7 separate regions of the Mus musculus genome follow, and regions 1, 2, 3, 4, 6 and 7 are each linked to region 5. Evidence: chromatin contacts called from public HiChIP or PLAC-seq and promoter capture Hi-C data. All regions are on one chromosome and are shown on one strand. The core of a region is the stretch at or near the end of the contact, and the rest is flanking DNA. Distances in the headings are between cores, read along the strand shown. Region 1 holds the start of Nup210 (nucleoporin 210). Region 2 holds the start of Lsm3 (LSM3 homolog, U6 small nuclear RNA and mRNA degradation associated). Region 3 holds the start of Hdac11 (histone deacetylase 11). Region 4 has its middle 26 kb from the start of Gm38860. Region 5 holds the start of Txnrd3 (thioredoxin reductase 3). Region 6 holds the start of Ruvbl1 (RuvB-like protein 1). Region 7 holds the start of Eefsec (eukaryotic elongation factor, selenocysteine-tRNA-specific).

Region 1 (2,943 bases), core at 366-2,865, 1.5 Mb before region 5:
CTGGATAACCAGAGAACTGCAACCAAAGGGTCCTGTGATCATAATGGTCTAAAGACTACAGTCTCCTTGTGTCCTACCAGGTCTGTTTTATGTATCTTGGTTACCTGCCTGCCATGGGATCCAGGCACTCTCAAACTTACTAATGCATCCTATGTGGAAGACACTGGCTGCCCATAGCAGGTCCTGGATGAAGAATGGATCTGTCACTGTGAATTCCTTCGAACCTCTTTAATTTTAGCCACCTGATCCTAGTACCTGGTTAAAAGCATGAAAGGCTCAGGAGTGAAGCCGGGTGTGTGATCTCCAGCGCTGGAAACTAAAAACAATGAAGCATCACCAAGAACGCGCAGGAAGAGTTTGCACAGACACCCTGGAGGAGCGTTGCTTTTCTTTTATTTCCTGGAAGAGGATGGTGGAACTTTCCCTCCTCCTGTAGCACGTGGTACCCAGCCTGGAAGACTTGTCCTCTTCTGGGTAGCTCCTCTCACCCCCATTCCTGGTCCAGGGTCCTTAGGGCCTGAGGGTGCCCTCCAAATGTCCCTCCTTGTATCCAAATGTCCCAAGGCAAAAGCGAGTTAGGAAGGAAAGGGTTTATTCGGCTTCCTTATCCCAGCCACACTGGATCATTGAGGGAAGCCAGGCACTCAACCAGGGCAGGACCTGAAGCCAGCGCCACGGAGGAAGACAACTTACTGGCTTGTTCCGTATGGTTTGCTCAGCTTGCTCTCTTAACACTTCAGAACCTCCTTTACAGAGGTGGCACAGCCCACAGTGATCTGGGCCCTCCCTCATCAATCATCAGTTAAGAAAATGCTCCATAAACAGGTCTACAGGCCAATCTGATGGGGGTATTTTCCCAATTAAGGCTGCTCTCCCCAGAAGACACTAGTTGGTGTCAAACTGACAAACAAAAACTACATAGACTAGGAATGGTGGCCTCTCAGAAACCCAGCGAGACCTTAGTATCCATTCCAGAGAGTTTCTCCTCCAGGAGGCTTCCCCAGCCGGCCTGAAATTCAGCTTCAAGTCTTTGTTTATGCATGACATCAGCCTGTCACTTTTCTTCCAGATCCCGCTGGTCGATCCAGGTCCTAGTGCAGCTGAAGTCAGGTTGCACCGTCTACTTTCAGGGACGTGTTGTTCCCTCACTAACCTTTCGGATATTTCCCTTGGAGCATCCATGGGGCTGTTTAACAGGAAGTTCCCAGTGTTGTCCTGCTGATGGATTGATCCCGGAATATCTCAAGACCTTCTTGGCCCCTGGGGAAGTGTGGCTTTGGAAAGGGGGCGGGGGGGGGGGTGTTAATCAGTGAGCGCTCCACACTGTCCTAGGGCGCCTGTCTTAGTGCTATGTCCTGGCTCCACCGCCAGAGGCTCCAGACAAGGCGGAATGAACAAGAGCGAGCCTGCTGGAAGGCTGCCACCAGAGACGGGCGCGCGGCAGAGGCCTTAGGCCACGCGCTACGGGCTCCGGGGCTGAAAAAGCTCGCAGGATTCGGCGCGCTCTAGGGGCTCAGCACCAGGCGCGTGCTCTCCGCTTTCCCGCCGGTCCCGCCCATCACTGCGCTCGCCCCGCCCCACGCGGCCACCTGCTACCCAGCGCGCGCCGGTGGAGGGCGCGGGAGCGCGCGCCCGGGCGCTAGCGAGGCCGGGAGGATGGCGCGGGCCTCACTAGTGCAGCCGGCGCTCTGGGCGCTGCTGTTGCTGCAGGTAGTGGGTCCCGCCGCGGCCGCCAAGCTTAACATTCCCAAGGTGCTGCTGCCCTTCACGCGGGCCACGCGCGTGAACTTCACTCTGGAAGCTTCTGAGGGCTGCTACCGCTGGTGAGGCGCGCGGGCCCGGCGGGAGGCGGCAGGTGCGCGCGGGAGGGGGCTTGGGCCGCAGGTGCGTGGCGTGCTCGCTCCAGCCGGCCCCGCGTGACCCCGCGGCGCGCGCGCTCTCTCTCTGCGCATGGCGCCTGGGCCACTCGCGTCTGGGCTGCGCGGGAAGAGGAGGCTGTGATCGCGGGCCATGGAGGGCAGCGCCGCACGTGGCCTCGGTCCCCAGCTGTCAGGGCCCTGAGGAGCTCCAGCTTGAGCAGCCACGCTCTGGAGTCTGTGGGAGACGGGGGAGGTGGGACTCACCCCTGGCGCCTGACTGGTGTGAGAAGAGTGTCTGTAGAGACCTGGGCAAGGAGTCTGTGGGAGACACACCACACCCGTTAAGCCACTTAGGGAGAGTCATTAAATCTTGGATGAAAGGACCATTTTCCAGCTCAGAAGTGGGAGGCAAAGGAATTAGATGCTGGTGGAGTAGGGTCTGCCTTGATGACCTGGCTTCCAGCAGGGTGTTGCGGTCCAGCCTTTGGCTAGGCAGATGAAGGGAGAACTTCTCGTTGCTGGGTGCAGGCTGAGTAGGGTGTGATCAGGTCACACCCTTGACCCACACCCTCACTAGTGCGACATAGTCCCTTCCTTCTCTCAGGCTACATTTTGCTGCCAGCCTCCTTAAGAATGTGTTTAGGTCATTGGTTCTCAACCTGTGGGTTAAAACCCAGTTTGGGGCCTCCTGTCAGATATTCACATTATGATTCCAACAGTAGCAACATTACAGTTATGAAGTAACAACAAAATAATTTTATGGTTTTAGTACAGTTCAACAACAGAGGAATTGTAGTAAAGGCTTACAGCATTAGGAAGGTTGAGAACCACTGATCTAGGCTAAGGCTTAACTAGCTAGGTGTGTGTGTGTTAATGTTCTATATGATGCCCAGAGCTCAGAGCCACATTCTGCTATATGTAGTTCTCAAATTTAATTTGTTTTAAAAGTCTGCCTCATAGGGGGTGGCACTGTACCTCTATAATTACTTCACTAGGGAGGCTGAGGCAGTAGTGCCGCTTTGAGGTCAGTCTGGAGTGTCTTTAGGTTGGCCTCTGGAGTATGAAGAGGCAGAGTCTTTCCATT
Region 2 (2,700 bases), core at 83-2,582, 1.9 Mb before region 5:
TCCAGGGGATCAGATGCCTTGTTCTGTCTCACCGGAGTCCCACCCCTCTCTAAAAAACCATTCTGGTTAAGGAAAACATATTTTAAAAGTGAATAGAAGGATTTTCCAATTCCCAAAAGAAATTCAAAAAAGTAAGTTTACACTGCAGTTCTAATTTGTAAGGAGGTAGGATGCAGCCTCTGGCTCTGAGATGTTTTAACAGACTTACGTGTAGTCTGCCTCGAAGCTCTCGGTCATTTCTCATTTTCACATAAATTCGCTCATCCAGGCTGAGCCTGATCAGATCCAGGGGCTCCTCTACGGTATTGGTGGTCTGTTGCTGAGGAAAGGCAAAGGCTTACTCATAGGATACAGAGGCCGGGTGGTGTTTCAATCACTGGTCAGCTGAGAGAGCAGCATGTGGGTGCTAGTACACAACCAGGGTTGTCTCCAAGATCAGCAAGCGCTCTTATCTGCCAAGCCACCTCTCCAGCCCCAATAAATCCCCATTAAGGAACTTACACTCTAGTTGTGGAAGAAACACTTTAAATAAATACATATTTAAAACAACATGCTCTGGAGAGAAACACAGTAGGGTAGCACGTACGTACGTACATACGTGTGTGTGTGTGTGTGTGTGTGTGTGTGTGCAGGGGCTATACATATTTAAAACAACATGCTCTGGAGAGAAACACAGTAGGGTAGCACGTACGTACGTGTGTGTGTGTGTGTGTGTGTGTGTGTGTGTGTGTGTGTGCAGGGGCTGTGTGTGCATGTGAGGGTGTGAAAGACATTTTGGTGGCCAAGGTACACCAGCTACCTAAGAAATAGGGAAGGGTAGGTGCAGAGGCCCGTAGGCCCTTCTGTTGGCCTGTGTACCAGATCTTTGCTTGTTTTCTTCATACTCCATCTCTAGCAGTTTCTCCATCTCCTAGAACTGCACCTTTCCTCTGACCTCCCCTCGTAATTCACTCCAAGGGAACCACTGCCTGTGCCCCCCGTGTTCACTCGGATTGCTAAACTGGTGTCCTGCTACGACCTCCCGCTTTCTGTCGGAATCCCGACAGCTAGCTCCCAGAGATGGGCATCTCCAGCCGCCTGCATTCATTCTACAGAGAAAGGGCGACGACGAGCGCGATGGGTAGACGGGCGGGTTGAGAAACTCTGGGCCTACGGAGGTTTCAGGAGCAGGCCCGGCTACGGAAGGCCGTGGTGACTCGGAAAAAAAGAAAAGGGCCATCCCACGGGAAGCGTGGAAAAAGCGAGAAGCGAAAGCATTTCCTCTTCGAACGCCTCAGGTCAAACTTACCTGATCTACGTCGTCCGCCATGTTTCAAACGCTGCGCCCTTTCCACCTCTCGCGGGAACAGGAACTCAGAAACCTTAGGCCGCCACGCACTGAAGGCGAACTATATTATTTTTGTCCCTTCGCGCCCTCGTAGTTTGCATGGGGGCGGGGCTTCCTTCGAGGGCGTGGTCCTACCCTGGGCTGGGGGCGCGGCCAGGCGTGGCCCGCCTCCGGGCGGGGCGGGCACGCGGAGACCTGCGGCGTCCTGCGCGGTAGTCCCGAGGAACGCCTCTGGCTAGCATGGCCCCAAAGCGCACCGCAGACGGAAGGCGGCGGAAGCGGGGCCAGAAAACCGAGGACAACAAAGTAGCCCGGCACGAGGAGAGCGTTGCGGGTGAGAGGCCGAGTCTGCAACATGCCAGGCAGTGGTGGCTGAGGCTGGTGCGGGCGGCGGAGCGGATCTGCGCCTGTGGCAAGGTCTCCACGGCCGGGTGCGCGGCGTCCCCGAGGGCCTCTGCTATCAGCCTTAAACCCCTCTGTTAACCATTAGAGCCAAGTTCAGCCTCTAAGCAAGTGTTGAAGGCTGAGCAGCAGAAAGCTTCGCAGTTACCAGGTGTCTCAAGGAGACCCCAAAACCAAGACGGAGGGAGACTCTAGTGCGTGCGAGATCTCTCTCCAAATTCCCGACTGCCATCCAGTGTAACTCCAGAGTTTAGGATGTGCTTTGTTGTTGTTGCTTTGTTTTTCCGGACAAGGTTTCTCTGTGTAGCCCTGGCTGTTCTGGATCTTACTTTGTAGACCGGGTTGGCCTCAAACTCAAGAGATCCACCTGTCTCTGCCTCCCTAGAGCTAGGATTAACCCGTGTCTGCCACTGCGCCCTGGCTAGAATGCGCTTCTTACCTAGATCTTGAACAAAGCAAAACTTCCATCTTCCCTCTTAAACAAATCCATCCTCCAGTTGTTCCATTTCAATAAATCACACCTTTTCTTAACTGCCAGTTCGGCAGCAAGTCCAGTCAGCTTCGGAACCAATGAAATCTGTACCTAATTCTCTTTAATTTTATAGCTGGAGATCCTGTCCACAATTGAGTAAGTGAACTTCACGTTGCTTCTTTTCTGGCTTCCTCTCATCTGTCTGCCTCAGGTCATCATCTAGCAGCCAAACGGATGTAGAACAACAAAACCTCATGCCTCTGTCTTCTTATCTAAAACCCCCTCAGACTTGCGCTCTGCAAGTATAGCATCTTCCTCACTTAGCTGGTTTCCTACAGGATTTAGAGGCTGTCACAATTCTGTCTCCTTTCCAAATATTCTTGTTTTGATTTTTTCCTGTTTATTTTAAACAGCAGGCTGGCCTAGAAATCTGGATCTTTCCGTTTCAGATATTCTTATTTTGATTTTTTTTTTTCCTGTTTATTTAAACAGCTGGCTG
Region 3 (2,728 bases), core at 227-2,726, 1.5 Mb before region 5:
TCCAGACTCAGCCACGGTGCCCAAGGAGCCTGCCCTGTGGTCCTGCCTCCCGTCCTTCCTCATCCTCAGAGGCGCAGGAGTAAGAGGGGCTGGCGCTCACTCCCAGCTGAGGGGGATGAAGAACCCTTCTGTTGTGCCACTGAAAGAGGCAGGAGCCCAGATGGGGGCAGAGGGCACCAGCAGGAAACCATTTGTGCAGTCAACAGACGTGCAAGGCTAGCATCCCAGCCTTATACCAACACCACACATCACCTGTGTGCTTTCTAGTCCATGACTTCCTTTGGATGTTCAGGCAGGTCCCTACAGCGGAGGGGGAAGCTGTACCACCTGCCGTAGATAGGAGGTCCCCCGAGGAATGAAAACAAACCCAACAGAAACAGCTATGTTATTAATGTCTAATTTGATCCTATTTTTTGCACGATGCAGACCTGGGAGCTTGCTCTAGATTTTTAGGAAGGGAGATAGGGATCTAACTGGAGGGAATACAAGACAGGTCCCATCTTGCTTAGTAGCCTGCCTGGAAAGACCCTTTAACAGCAAGGCAGAAGGCAGTAGGCAGTCTGGGGGCTGAAATCAGGTAAGGATGGAATGAACACAGGGATGGAGGAGGCAGATGTAGGTCTGAGGGGGTGATGAGGATAGGGAGAAGGAAAAAATGGAGAAGGTCGATGCAGGTCTGAGGAGGTAGTATGGATAGGGAAATGGAGGAGACACGTGCTAGTCTGGGGGGGGGGGCGGCTCTTACCTTTCAGGAAGTTGATCACCTTGCCCCATTTCCCAGCATCAAAGGGGTGCAGCTTCTCCAGGCCCATGAAGGTGATGTTGTAACGTGGTGAGTACACGATGGGCCAGCGTTTCTCTGGTACATGCTGGTACAGCTGTGTTGCGTGAGGCCTTCAACGTGCAAAAGAGACACACATATGGACAACAGCCTCCTTGTGGAAAGCAGTGTTCCCCTCCCCACTCACACCAGGTCACTTAACAACCAACAGGAATGAAAACAGCTCCTTCCTGAACCCTGGCTGGCTTTGATTAAATCAGCTTCCAACACAGTCCTAACAGCGGCTCTGGGGACCAGGTGTGCCCAAGGTCACATGCCAGTGCCAGGTGTATTCAGGAGTACTGGTGCCAAGGCCCAAGGCCTGCACGGGGGAAGGCGGGGTGTATGGTGTAGGGGCTGGAATGTGGCTGTCTCACGAGTTAGCTCACACATCTGTGAAGCTGGGAACAAAATGCGCTGGGGCGGGGGGAGGGGAGGTGAGTAGACCGCGACTGCAGGAGGCTGTGCCCTCCTCGCAGCCCTGCAGCCCACCGCGGTGCCCTGCAAAGGGGAGAACCACCGTTCGTCCGCACGGTCACCCAGCCCGCCCCCAGCTGTCCCGCCGTGCCCATGGGAATCCCCAGAACCCATGCTTGGCCCCACGCGCGACCCCGCACACTCACATCCCGCAGCCGGCCCTGCCTGCTCTGGACGCCACTCCGCACCGGGAGGGGTGGGAGGGGTGCAAGAGGCAGGGCCTACGCAGAACACACGCCTCCATGGCGCTGGGAGCTGGAGGTGGAGCTCTGGCCTGCAGCTGCGTCACAGACGACCGGACCGGCGCCGGCCAAGGAGAAGCACCCAATGGAGTGCCGCCTGGAGGGCGTGGTCATGCGCAGCTCCGCCCGCATTCCCAGGGTAGAAATAATCAGACACTTGGTTAGGTGATGTGACCACGGGCTTCTCTGCACTATGTGGTGGTCTGTTCTGGGCATACCAGCCCAGCTATATGTTCTTTCCTGCGGTGCATCCCTGCATTCCTGTACCATCTGTGGCTATTTCACCATGGTATAAACAGTCCCCCACTTATAAAATGCCTTGAACCTGTTTCCCTATTGTAGAACAGGTCTGGTGATCCTATTTTTAGGGTCCAGTCGTGAATATCTGAACGTATCTCCTGTCTCCATTCCCCCTACACCCTGACCCTGGAAGCTGACCGACAGCTGGGGCCCCAACAATGGAGGCCAGAAGAAGAGACAATAGGCCCCTGTTGACCCAGCTGTCTTCATCAACCAAACAGAAGCAGCTGACCAGAGAAGCAGCCAGGAACTAATATGGCAGCTGGGAGCCCAGGGGCCACAGGGTCATGTGAAGGGAATGGGCAACGTTTTTTTTTTTTTTGTTGTTGTTGTTTTGTTTTGTTAGGGCATGAGGTAGCATGTCACAGTGAAGATCAAAAGTCAGCTCTGGTCAGACAAGTTTTTCCCTCCACCTTTGTGTAGGTTCTAAGGATTGAACTCGAACTCTCTGGCATGAACACCAACAATATGTATCTGCCAGCCAAGTCTGATCGTTGTCTGACAGTTTGGAAGAATGCCTCTGATGTGCCTACTGCTAGGTAATTTTCAGAAAACAGGACATAAATTCTGAAAGATGCTGAGAAAAACTGCCCCTAGGAGTGTGAGCTCAGTCAGGAGTTACTGCCCCAGCCATGGGTAGTGGGGCTGACCCAGAGGAGACACTGCCTTCAGTTCAGAGGACAAAAGGCAATTTCTTGTTCTTAGTGGTTTGGGAGCGTTCCCATATCATGTGGCCTAGCCTATGTGTTAGGAGTTACAGACTTTGAACCATCGTAGATAAGACAGTGGCATTATGATTTAAAGTTGCTATAGACTTGGGCAGTTAGAAGAAATAGCATTTGCTTATTACAAACCGGGAGGGGAGTCTTCCTGATTCCTTTGGTATAAT
Region 4 (2,838 bases), core at 256-2,755, 1.3 Mb before region 5:
CACACACACACACACACACACACACACACACACACACACACACACACAGAGGTGGTGGTGGTGGGACGCAATAGGCACCTGGTAGGTAATTCATGCAGGCTAGATTCTTCCCATGTCTGTCAGTTTCTCAATTCTTTAGATCAGCTGAGCCAAAGCAGGAGGTGGAAACTTAAAGGCTAGGTGCAAGAGATGTGCAGTGGGGGATATGGAGCTGTGGCAAAGGGTTGCTGGAGCTAACAGCTGTTATTAAGCTGAGTTTCCAGAGGTGACAGAGCAGAATAGGGCCACAGTTTGGGGGGAAATGGAGCTAGGGGATTGGCCTCTACTTTCTACCTTTGGGCAGAGGATAACAACATTCTCAGGCCTCCCTATTTGCATATAGTGGCCCTGAGAAGAGCCGGTCTGACAAGCATGCTGGTTGAGCAAGACCTGACTGACCTTTTACTAAGTAGCTGGTAGCCACTGCAGCCTGAGTTAGGAGCTCCCTTCTCACTATATAGATGAGCTTCAGGGGTCCATTGCTTTCCCTGAGACAAGAGTGAGCTTGATAATTACCTCACTAGGCACAGATGCCTAGACATGCTAGAAGCTTTCAATCCCAGAAACTTTAAGCTCTTCCTCAGAGGGCTTTCTTGAATGTCTTGACCTCTAGTACCAAGAGTCATTATTTATTCCCAGCACTGGGGGAGAAGATTAAAACAGGGAAGAAATCCATTCATTCATGGTGCCTTTGCTATCTGGGAGTTATTTGCTTCTGTTGTTATTGACGTTGATTTTCCCCTGACATCAGCACTCATTTATGCAGTGTGCAGTCAGCTACATTCTAATGATCCATTTCTAGAACCACATTTCCCTCACTAGAGCTTGGGTACCTAGTGGGTGCTCAGAGTATATAGCCTGAATGGGTAAGCCAGGGAAGACAAGAAGTATTGGAATCATCAAACCGCAGGTGCGAATGAATGTATTGAACCAAGTTTAAGAGAACATGGCAATATCCCCTAAGGGTTTGCTGTGTGCTCATACCTTATGTGTCATCACTCCTATCAGGCAAAGACAGGCTCCCATTATACAGATGTGAAACCTAGGCTTAGAGGGATCACATGCCTTGTTTAAGCTCTGTCTGGTCGTCAGCCAGTGTTGGATCTCACGCTGTTTGGCTCCTGATCTTGCTCACCTCCTGCCTGACTTTCACACTGTGGAATGATCAGACCACTTCTCAGGATTCTTTTTGGCTCCTGGCCAGTGCTTGAAGGTGCACAGCATGTTTGGATCCCTTCTGCCCCATTGAATCTTGTCACCAATGCAGTGCTTTTGGTGGTGATTGTGTAAAGGGGAAAAGGTAGAAGAAGGTGACCCCCTTTTAGCCTTTGATCTCCTGAAGTTTCTTGGCAGAAGTAAACATCAGCCTCAAGTGGCTGGGGAGAGGCCCAGTGGAACAGCCTCTTCCGCCTTCTCATCTGCTCCAGCCCTCAAGGGCTGTCACATCACACATCACTCTGAGAGGACGTTTTTTCTGAAGCTCTGAGTTGGTGACTCACTCTGGGGGAGGTTTTCAGTGGCATTCAGTGTCTGTTGACTTACCAAACAAAGTGCTTTTCTGGGTTTGTGGTGACATTAACCATGATGGTGGTGCTTCATTTCAGGGGCATGCTCAAGGGTGGCCGTAGAAGAGGGGGTGGCAAGAGGAAACTGGACTGTCCTAATTGGCAGCAGGCAGATAACACAGAAAGCACTATGATGGTCCTGGCAAGGAGCCTTTGAGTTGTGTTCTTCAAAGTGGTTAGAAAGTACCAAAACTGGGGTGTAGGGGCTAGGAAGCAGAGTGCTCTTATGCGCAGATTCCTTTCTCCCTAGGAGCAAAGACTAGGGGTCTGGAAGAGGATAGGAAGGCCTTTTTTCTCCTCACCTGTAACTGTGGCTGAGAAACTGGTGGCAGGAGACCCTGTGGTTATATTTCCACTAAATAATATTCTCCTTCTCCCAGCTGAGATAAAGGCTGGATCCAGTGCTGAGAAGATGTCCCTTTGTCAGGAACAAGCTGCACCACACTTTGGGACACTTGTCCTAGTTGGACAAAATGTATTAAACTGTAAGGGATCAGGGTGAGCCATTCTTATTTTTCCAGCAGATGGTAGAGTCCACAGAAAGATGAGGGAGTGTTTTTCTGAAGCTCTCTCCCAGCCGTCTGACAAGCTAAGCAAATTATTATTTTACAACCCAGAAAGTAAATCAGGGAATGCTTCTTTATCTAGCTGGCGCTGAGAGAAATAGTGAGTGGTGCAGTGTGTGAATTGCAGTTGAGAGCTGCTGGTGCTTTTGACGTGAGTGTTCACACCAGATACAGGCCACTGTGCCTGCAGAAACCTCAGACCTCAGGGCTTCGCTATGGGGAGGGAGGTGTGGTGAGCGCTTGGCCACAGGAGGCAGGCATTTGGGAACATCCATATGTTGTGTCATCAGGATGACTATCTGTCAGTTATTTTGTCTATAACATTGCTTTGACAGCTGATTGGATTGTTTGTGCTACTTTATTTTTTTATAGAAGAGCAACACTTGGCTTAACTTGGGAAGTACACAGTTCTGTGCTTGTCTGGGTGTCAACAGGAATAATTACCACTGAGCCAGCAGAGAAACAAACATAGACAAACTGGGAATTTGTCAAAAACTGGAATCAAAGAAGGTGAAACTGACCTATCTGAAAGGGAGTACGAGCTACTGATGTAGTTATGAGACCATCTGAGTTCAGTGGATCTCCTGCTTGCAGACGTTCACCCAGCATAGACACATGCTAGTCTGCAGACCAGATCTCCCCAACTATAGGCTAAGTGTGGCCAAGTG
Region 5 (2,767 bases), core at 12-2,511:
GCAACAGAGCTTAAACTAGCCACGACTTCCATGGTTCTTAAAACCTCCTCTACCTTCATCTTACAAGCTCCCTGCTAGTTCTGAAACCTGGTCAAGGAGCCAAACATGCTAGTTAACAAATGGGATCTAGATCCAGCTTCAGCTAGCCACGCAATCCTATTTTAATAAGACAACAATTTTAAATATTTTTTGGTTGTTCTTTTTTTTTTTTTTTTAACTAAAGCCCATTATCAGGCTGGAAAGCAAATGTTTCCCTAGATGGCAACCTCCCGGGACCCCGTAGTGAGTCAGAGAAGGTAGGCAATGAAACCTGGGAAAGTGCTACAAAAGCCCTACTCCGTCCACCTTCAGGCCCCGCCCACCTCCCATATGTCAGCGCAGGACCGCCCGCCCACTAAGTTCCACCCAAACCCTCCCTTACCCCCCACCCCCCATACACTAGGTCCCACCCACAGAGTTCCACTCAGACCCTCCCTATTAGCCCCTCCCACCAGGACCCCCTTCCACGGTTCCAATCCGCCCAATGAGCCCCGCCCAGACCCTATTCCGGTTACGCCCATCAAGCACCCTCCACAGACCTCCGCTTCGCCCCACCCACCAACCTTGCTCAGACCCCGCCCACCAGGCGCTAACTACTGAGCCCGGGGTTCGCCCGGCTCACTGCTCAGACCTCTGATCAGTCCCCAGATCCGGCTCACAAACTTACCCAGCCTCTTTATCGACGCTCCTCCCCGCCCGGCCCACCCTGTCCTGGCTTCACCTTCACTTCCCTCCTCCCACCGGGATTGCTTAGACCCTGCCCATCAGGCCACGCCCCAGAGCTCTGCTACGGCCGGCCCCGCCTACCCGCGTGCTGTGTGGACAGTAACTCTTGCTGAAGATCATCACCCTGTTGCCCTCGATGAGGTCCCGCAGGCGGCGCCGCAGCTCCTCGCGGGCCTCAGAAGACGGGCGGCTGGTCCCAGGGGAGGCCAGGCGGGCGCGGCGGCCGGGTGGCGACGACATGAGGCCGCCACGGACAGCACCCAGGCGGCGGTTGGGGAGGACTCCAACCTTCCCCAGCCCGGGCGAGGTCTGCGCCCGAGGAGGCGGCGGCGGGGACGGTGGCTTCTCCAGGGCTTTGTTGTCGCTCCGGGCCGAGCCGGGCCTGCTGAGGAACCGGGACGCGGGCGGCCGCCTAGGGGACGACGCCGGCAAAGCCGCTGAGAACTTGAGAACGCTACGCACTGGCCGCGGGCGCACCGGACAGCTACGGGGCCACGCCCCCGACCGCGCGACCCACGGAGAGGGCCCGCCTACCGACCGGCCACGCCCCCGGGAAAACTTTGCCCCACCTCCAGGCCTCCACAGGGCTAAGCTACGCCCCCTTAGCTCAGCCTGGTGAGCCTGCAAACTACTCTGTCTACCACCCAGTGGCACAGTGGCAGTCACTTGCCATTTTCAAAGGTGCGGAATCAAGCTTGTATGCTCTGCTCTTCTTGTAATTACTGTTTTCATTATCGTTTTACCACAGTTTTTGACACCCAGAGGCCTCTCTACAGTTCCTTCCGCTCCTGATTCTCCACCAATCTCAAAATAGGTGCTTTTCAGGAAGGGTAGATGTCTCCACTTTATTTCAGAAAATGTGACAAAAACCTTGTCTAGGAAATACTGATTCTTTTTTAATTTGCACTACTGAAGCTGAATAAAAATTACTATTGCAATTCAGTTTCAATATGAGGTTCCTAGGTTACTACCTCCCCAACCCCTCAACCCACACACACCCTCAGCAATTCACTGTGACAGTGTACTGCTTAGTTTTTGTCAACTTGGAGCATACTAGAGTCACCTGGAAAGAGACTCAACTGAGGAAATGCTTCCTTCAGATTGGCCTGTAGGCAAGCCTGTGGAATATTTTCTGATTAATGATAAATGTGGTGGCATCAGGCCCACTGGGGAGGGGGTGCCACCCTTGGGCAGGTGGTCCTAGGTGGTAAGAGAGCATGCTGAGTGAGCTATCGAGAGCAAGCCCACGAGCAGCAGTCAGCTTCTGCTCCTTCTTGGGTTTTCTGACTTCCCCCAATAATGGAGTGTGACTTGGGACTTTTCCCAAATAAACCCTTTCTTCCTCTAAGTTGTTTTTGGTTAGTGTTGTTATCACAGCAACAGGAAATAACTAGGGCACAATGGATTCTCAAGCCATCCCCAACACAGGAACCATTTGGAAAGAAGGTCAAATAAGAACAGGCGGTATGCAAACATTTTATCAACTGAGCCCTCTCCCTGGGCTCACGTTTTAAAGTTATTGCTGTAAGCAGCCCTTCTGAAGTTCAGCTTCCTGTAAATGAGCAGAGGCACGGACTCTAATTAGTGGCCACTGTTAGTCAGTTAGCTGGACTATCCTTAGCACCTGTGGTCTGGAACGCCCACTCCACAGAGGCCTTGAGGAAAACTGCATGGCCAGTGTATCTGGTGCCTGTCTGAAGGGCAGGCTCAACCAGGGCTGCTTCAAACATTTGAGCCAGACTTGTTATCACCAACCCTTGAACCCTAGAAGACCCTACTAAAACTCAAATCTTTTTCACTTGCAACCCTTTTTAACCTGAATGATTTCACATGATCTCAAAAGTACATTCAACAGATTCACAAACATTTACTGGTAATAAATCATAATGAATTTAATTTTTAGGAAAATCTTAGGTACCTTTATAATTTCACCCTTTATTAAAGATGAGAGCAAATTTACATTCTAATGAGATGGATGGATAGGGTTGTTTGTTTTTACATA
Region 6 (3,118 bases), core at 35-2,534, 1.2 Mb after region 5:
CTGCATTTGCGCACATTTTGTCAAACAGGAAAAGAAACAAAGAAATATCAGCTAAGGAAGCCAGGTGTAATGGCCCACACCTTTAATCTTAGCACTCAGGAGGCAGAGGCAGTCGGATCCCTGTGAACTCAAGGCCAGTCTGGTCTACAGAGTCCCAGGACAGCCAGAGCTACATAGTGAGACTGTCGTGAAAACAAACAAAAATAAATACCGGCTAACATTCAAAGAATAGGAAGGATAAGATATGGAGTACCAGAGGCTGCTGGTGTGGGTGCAGATGCAGGTCTAGAGCAGCCTCTGAAGTCACATACACAGAAATGTCACATGGACAGAAATGAAATAAGAAACAATAGACTCAAAGCTGCCTGGCCAATAGAAAGCATTAAACTGCTACTACCTGCTTGCAAGAAAAGATGCAAGCATGCTAGGGTCAAACATTTCCCTTTTTGGATAGATGATGCTCTTTGCTGCTGGCACTTTCTGTGTGCAAGAGGCTGAGAAAGCAGTCTTCACCACATGTAAAAAAGCAAGTTTTTGTAGACACTGAACCTCTGCAGAGTTCAGAGTGGAGGAGGCTGAAGAAATGGGAAGAATACTGATTTGATGGGGGTTAGGGGGAGGGAGATACCAGCCTCATTACTGCTAAACTGGCAGGTGGTTAAGCGGCCTAACCCACCTTTAACTTCTTCATGTGCAAAACAGAACCGATAGAAAGACCTGGCATGACTTTAGGAAGACTGACCTGGAAAAGCTGGAGTGCTTGGATGGGGAATAGATCAGACAGTCCTCACCGCTCCACTTAACAGATCAGCTCCCAGGCCCAAAGAACCCATATCAACTCTGAAAACGTAGTCAATTCTATACTTAACCGCACAGCCTTCCACTGCGTTTCCGGTGAGGTCTAATTTGCGTGCCGTGACCCGCAAAGGATGCAGCCTTTGCTCGCTAGTGTGATCCTTACTTCTTAGATCTTAGTGGATCCTGGTCCCGCCGCCCACACCTCGCGCACAAGCCCCACGCCCACCTCTCTCGCGTTCTCCTGGCCCACGAGACCCGAAGCCGCCTGCTTGGCTAGGCCGCTCTCGTCCAGCCCCAGACCCTTCACGTGGCTGTGGGAGGCGATGCGCTGCGTCTTCGTGGTGCTCTTCACCTCCTCAATCTTCATTTTGCCGAGTGTCTAGGAACACAACCTGCGTGGAGTGGTAGGAACTACCGCACGCCAGGCGCCTGGGTTACCACGCGGCCGTTACTAGGCCGCTCTCCTGGACCCGCCCCTATCAATATGTCATTGGGGGAGGCGAGAAGGCTTCGCTTTCTATTGGCTAAAAGCTACGCTGGTCACGGCTGCTGAGTTTCGCCCAGTAACTTCCGTCTGTGTCACAGGATAAGTTCCCCCAGGGCAAACATTTCCTGCCCTGGCCACATTTGACTGAGAACTGCTTAAGTACTTAAGCACTATTAATGTGAATGACAGGTTTTTAATTATAAATGCCTCTTTTAATGCCTATTTTTTTTCTTTAGAATAACATATTTGTGCCAGGGTGAGTTAACTTCTTCACTGACAGATGTTAAATCTTTTCCAGGTGCTTGGATGTCCTGAGAGAATCATCAGCAAAGCAGCTGCCCAAACTTCTCCAGTGCTCACCGAATTATTTAGACACCCAGAGAATGCCCCACTGCTCCCATTTTTTTTTTTCCAGAATACACTAGATCCTGAAGGCACTATTCCAGCCAAAACTTTTCAAACACTTCATGCCATAATTCTGGTCATCATATGCCCAATAAGAACCTTAAAGAAACTCGGCGGTGGTGGCGCACGCCTTTAATCCCAGCACTCGGGAGGCAGAGGCAGGCAGATTTCTGAGTTCGAGGCCAGCCTGGTCTACAGAGTGAGTTCCAGGACAGCCAGGGCTATACAGAGAAACCCTGTCTCGGAAAAAAAAAAAAAAAAACAAACAAACAAACAAACAAAAAAAAAAAAAAACCCTTAAAGGAAAAAAAGGAAGGAAGGAAAAGAGAAGATGTGTTTGTGTAGCCTTGCCTGGCCTAAAACTCCAGGGCCCCCACCTGTCTCTGCCTCCTGAGTTGCTGGCATTAAAGGTGCTACCACCATACTCTGACCAGATATTTTCATCAGTCTGGAGTGGGTGCAAGTCTCCAGGTAGGTGAACAAAAGCTGCCTGTGAATGGTGAAACTATGGTCCTTCATTTGAATAATCAACGGCTCTGATATTGGTGCAAATATGGTAGTTTGTTTTCACAATCCACCTTGCCATAGTCCAAATTTAATGCTTCATTTTCAAGAAGGGCTATACTAAGGACGGCAAACACTCTTGCTTACTCTCTCAACATTCTGGCTCTCTAAGCAGGTGTCCCTCACTTTTTTTTTCTCGAGACAGTGTTTCTCTGTATAGCCCTGGGTGTCCTGGAACTCACTCTGTAGACCAGACTGGCCTCAAACTCAGAAATCCACCTGCCTCTGCCTCCTGTGTCCCTCACTTTCCTCACTTTTAAGTCAGCCAGGAGACACCTTCCTGTGCTGTGCAATGTGTAGCTGTGGTGCAACTTTAGGCCCATTGTTTGATTTCTCAGTCTTTCCACCTATATTAATAGTATTGTGGGCTGAGCCGGTAATATGAAGAAGACAAGCCTAGAGACTGTAGCAGTGAAGACTGTGATGAAAGGCAGCTAGAGAGTTCTAGAGTAAAATAAAGACAGAGTAAAAATAGAGAGTTTCTAGACTGGAAGCAGAAATGGCATGTGACTGGCAGCAGAGAAGCCAGAGGCAGGGATTGCTAGACAAGTTCCAAGGAGTGCCAAGTCTTTTTAAATTTTTTAAATTTATTTTTATTTTTATTTTTGGTTTTTCAAGACAGGATTTCTCTGTGTAGCCCTGGCTGTCCTGGAACTCACGCTGTAGACCAGGCTGGCCTCGAACTCAGAAGTCCTCCTGCCTCTGCCTTCCAAGTGCTGGGATTAAAGGCATGTGCCACCACTGCCTGGCAAGTCTTTTTATTTTATTATTTTATTTATCTGTGTGGGTGTTTTTCCTGCAAGTATAAATATACCAGGCAGTGCCTAAGGACATCAGAAGAGGATGTCAGATCCTCTAGAACTG
Region 7 (2,728 bases), core at 18-2,517, 1.2 Mb after region 5:
GCCTGACTGAACTACTCATTTCATGGTGGACAGGAAGCGACTACTGCCTTCTGCTAAGCTTCATCTCATAAGACAGACCACCAGCTGGGGCCCAAGCATTTAGCACACAAGCCCGTGTAAACCAATTCACTTGCAAACCGCAACCCCTCCTGCCCTAGAAAAAGGAAGGCTGGGAATGTTGGGCCAGCAAGCCCCACCCCCTTTACATGAGAGCAGTGCCATTCAGCTCTCCAGTGCCATTCCTCCCCTGTGAGGCCCCAAGTCCCTTCTTTTCCTAGGCTTTTATCCTTTGCCAGAGCAACCACTTAGGCTTGTGACCTCTTTCATGGTTCTAGGCACCTTTCAATGCCTGAAGGGGGTTACAGAGGCTGGTTGGTATAGCACTCACGACACATTCAAGTTCATACACAACAGTTAAGTTGCAGCTCCTCATGGCAGCCTAGACTTCAAAGTGAGGTTTTTGTCCCGTCCCCACCCCCACCTCCCCTCCCCTGAATCAACGAGGACCTCTTCCTCTTTTCACAGTGCTTCCAGGTTTCTGATGGTCAATTCTCAGTCTGCACTGGACGTCTAGTGACAGTCCTTGAGGGTATCTTCCTCACTAGGCTCCCCGCCTTCCCATCTCTGTCCTTTCCAGATAGTCTGGCTTGGCAACTGGTCTTGGGTTTTACTTACTCCTGTTTTCACAGCAAATAATGTCGATCACCACATCCCAGTAAAGTGTATACAGTCTGCACTTAATAAAGGCTGACAGCCGGGCGGTGGTGGCGCACTTGGGAGGCAGAGACAGGCGGATTTCTGAGTTCAAGGCCAGCCTGGTCTACAAAGTGAGTTCCAGGACAGCCAAGACTATACAGAGAAACCCTGTCTTGAAAAAAACAAAAAACAAACAAACAAACAAACAAAAAAATAAAGGCTGACAGAAATGAATGGACGGATGGATGAGTGTGTATGGAGGGATAGAGGAAGGGATGTGTGGATGGACTGGGTGAGTGGAATGATGAAAGGAGGGAGGGAAGGAAGAATGGATGGATAGATGGTGAGATGGATGGATGGATGCATGGATGGATGAATGGATGGAAGGAGGAATCCCTAATCTCAGACTGGCGAGACTTTGTGGCGTGGGGAGCCGGATGACAGCAAACCCAGGTAGCAGGCCGGCTCTTGTCCCGCCCTGTGTGCGCTCTGCCATAGGGCTGTGGGCGCCCGAGGGCGGAAGCTTCCGTGCCGGAACCGGTGCGCTCAGCGCGGGTTGCGGGGGGGTGCGGCTTAGCAGGCGGACCGCGGGGCTGGCGCTCAGGCGACGGCGTGAGAGGCAGCGGCGGGATGGCCGGCCGGCGGGTAAATGTGAATGTGGGCGTGCTGGGTCACATCGACAGTGGCAAAACAGCGCTGGCGCGCGCGCTGAGCACCACGGCCTCCACTGCTGCCTTCGACAAGCAGCCGCAGAGCCGCGAGCGCGGCATAACGCTCGACCTGGGCTTCTCCTGTTTTGTCGTGCCGCTGCCGGGGGCAGAACCCGGTTCTAGCGACACGCTGCTGCAGGTCACACTGGTCGACTGCCCCGGGCACGCCTCCCTCATCCGGACCATCATTGGCGGTGAGCGCGGGCCGGGGCGGGAGCCGGGCTCGGGGTCCGAGCTCGCGGGATGGATGGCGGCCTGACAGCCTAGGCCTGGCCACCAGCCCGGAAGGCTTGTGGTCTCGAACTCACAGCCCGCAGACGCGGACACAGTTCTCACCTTCACTGCCGTGCACCGAGATGCTTTCCTAGAAAAATGATCCAAAGAAACAAACCCTGCAAAAAGGGTGTATACAAGTTTCAAAAAAAAAAAAAAAAAAAGTCACCACGTACCTGTCCTTTGGTCTCCTGGTTCTCTGTCCCAAACACTGCTCTCAGTTTCCTGTGTGTATGGATGGTTTCAGGAAACATACACAGAAACGCAGACAAGGTGCAGAAATGAAAGATCCTGTTTTTTTCCTTCTGTTGTACTACTTGTGGTCGGTTGGGGTAGTGGGTAGAGCCTAGTGCCTTGATAAGAGGCAAGTGCTCTAGGCTCTCTCAGGATCTCATCCCCCAGTCCCCTTTATACACAAACCATCACTGTCTGGAGACTATATCTACACATAAAGTTCCTTTGTACTTTTATACCAACATTTTCTTGACTGACCCTCGTGACTTTCCCAGAGTTGGCTGCTATTCATAATGCAGTGAATAACTCTAGCCCAGAAGGTTTTGGGATGTGCACTAGTGTAACAGGATAAGTTATGTGTGAACTAGCTAAGGCAAAGGGCCTGCGTGTTTTCAGTCATGATGGGCACTGCTAAAATCTGCTTCTAGGATCTGTACCACTTAATTAGTCTTTAATTACAGGCCACTTAGGAATAGGCCATTATAAATAAAAGGTCTTGTAACCTCCCTTCCTTGCTCAGCGTGACCCCTCCCATTCGTCTACAGGAAACTGTTGCTATGTCTTTTTAAATTCCTTTTGCAAACCCATTTAACTACACTTAAATCTAAGAACAGAACCCCATAACCTGTTTGTAAGCACCCAGCACAAAAGGAGGTGTGGCTGAGTCTACCTGCTGTAGCTCCAGTGACCCATTTCCTGCTTCTCCGCTTGCCCTGGGTTTCTTTCCAGCAGTGTGCTGTAAGCCTGGAAGCATGTATATGGGGCAGGTGGGTCATTCCAGCTGTGTGGCCTCCCTTTCTCTGTGCTGCAGGCAG

What was found. Promoter capture Hi-C pulls out the DNA fragments that hold promoters and counts their contacts. HiChIP or PLAC-seq counts read pairs in DNA pulled down with a chosen protein or histone mark. Capture Hi-C pulls out chosen DNA fragments and counts their contacts.
Region 1: a contact with region 5 is called in a promoter capture Hi-C map of pre-B cells, with 3 times the contacts expected there. The contact joins the promoter of Nup210 here to the promoter of Txnrd3 in region 5. A contact is called at or near these places in 1 of 39 promoter capture datasets (pre-B cells) and 1 of 115 datasets of contacts at active chromatin or transcription factors (pro-B cells).
Region 2: a contact with region 5 is called in a promoter capture Hi-C map of liver, with 4 times the contacts expected there. The contact joins the promoter of Lsm3 here to the promoter of Txnrd3 in region 5. A contact is called at or near these places in 1 of 39 promoter capture datasets (pre-B cells), 4 of 484 Hi-C or Micro-C datasets (B cells, CD4 T cells, CD8 T cells and 1 more), 1 of 115 datasets of contacts at active chromatin or transcription factors (pancreatic cancer cells) and 2 of 9 other capture datasets (adipose tissue and liver).
Region 3: a contact with region 5 is called in a FOXA1 HiChIP or PLAC-seq map of pancreatic cancer cells. The contact joins the promoter of Hdac11 here to the promoter of Txnrd3 in region 5. A contact is called at or near these places in 1 of 39 promoter capture datasets (cranial neural crest), 1 of 484 Hi-C or Micro-C datasets (embryonic stem cells) and 1 of 115 datasets of contacts at active chromatin or transcription factors (pancreatic cancer cells).
Region 4: a promoter capture Hi-C map of hippocampal neurons shows a contact between it and region 5, with 6 times the contacts expected there. The contact joins the enhancer-like site here to the promoter of Txnrd3 in region 5. A contact is called at or near these places in 4 of 39 promoter capture datasets (hippocampal neurons, liver and pre-B cells), 1 of 484 Hi-C or Micro-C datasets (embryonic stem cells) and 2 of 115 datasets of contacts at active chromatin or transcription factors (extraembryonic endoderm stem cells and stem cell-derived neural progenitor cells).
Region 6: a promoter capture Hi-C map of liver shows a contact between it and region 5, with 4 times the contacts expected there. The contact joins the promoter of Ruvbl1 here to the promoter of Txnrd3 in region 5. A contact is called at or near these places in 4 of 39 promoter capture datasets (hippocampal neurons, liver and pre-B cells), 1 of 115 datasets of contacts at active chromatin or transcription factors (pancreatic cancer cells) and 2 of 9 other capture datasets (adipose tissue and liver).
Region 7: a promoter capture Hi-C map of pre-B cells shows a contact between it and region 5, with 2.3 times the contacts expected there. The contact joins the promoter of Eefsec here to the promoter of Txnrd3 in region 5. A contact is called at or near these places in 5 of 39 promoter capture datasets (the SN4741 cell line, hippocampal neurons, liver and 1 more) and 1 of 9 other capture datasets (liver).

What each region holds. Positions count from the first base shown.
Region 1 is chr6:91,115,498-91,118,440 of GRCm38.p6, reverse strand. Nup210 (nucleoporin 210) reads left to right here and starts at 1,615. Exons shown (of 40, transcript NM_018815.2): 1 at 1,615-1,823. The coding sequence starts at 1,657. It overlaps Gm30364 (a long non-coding RNA gene), which reads right to left and starts at 1,220. Exons shown (of 4, transcript XR_003956467.1): 1 at 256-1,220.
Region 2 is chr6:91,514,667-91,517,366 of GRCm38.p6, reverse strand. It overlaps Lsm3 (LSM3 homolog, U6 small nuclear RNA and mRNA degradation associated), which reads right to left and starts at 1,332. Exons shown (of 4, transcript NM_026309.2): 1 at 1,289-1,332; 2 at 209-319. The coding sequence starts at 1,309. It overlaps Xpc (xeroderma pigmentosum, complementation group C), which reads left to right and starts at 1,479. Exons shown (of 16, transcript NM_009531.2): 1 at 1,479-1,661. The coding sequence starts at 1,568.
Region 3 is chr6:91,155,563-91,158,290 of GRCm38.p6, reverse strand. Hdac11 (histone deacetylase 11) reads right to left here and starts at 1,476. Exons shown (of 10, transcript NM_144919.2): 1 at 1,444-1,476; 2 at 746-894. The coding sequence starts at 1,445.
Region 4 is chr6:90,982,983-90,985,820 of GRCm38.p6, reverse strand. It overlaps a transcript of Iqsec1 not described here. Among named protein-coding and RNA genes, the nearest start is that of Gm38860, 26 kb to the left of the region's middle. Within about 2 kb of position 1,505, at least 27 of the 459 cell types and tissues checked have an H3K27ac peak or open chromatin away from gene starts, as enhancers often do. A contact at or near this core is called in hippocampal neurons, where this site is marked.
Region 5 is chr6:89,642,482-89,645,248 of GRCm38.p6, reverse strand. It overlaps Txnrd3 (thioredoxin reductase 3), which reads right to left and starts at 1,261. Exons shown (of 16, transcript NM_001178058.1): 1 at 847-1,261. The coding sequence starts at 1,116.
Region 6 is chr6:88,463,575-88,466,692 of GRCm38.p6, reverse strand. Ruvbl1 (RuvB-like protein 1) reads right to left here and starts at 1,284. Exons shown (of 11, transcript NM_019685.3): 1 at 1,025-1,284. The coding sequence starts at 1,165.
Region 7 is chr6:88,445,078-88,447,805 of GRCm38.p6, reverse strand. Eefsec (eukaryotic elongation factor, selenocysteine-tRNA-specific) reads left to right here and starts at 1,267. Exons shown (of 7, transcript NM_023060.3): 1 at 1,267-1,600. The coding sequence starts at 1,327.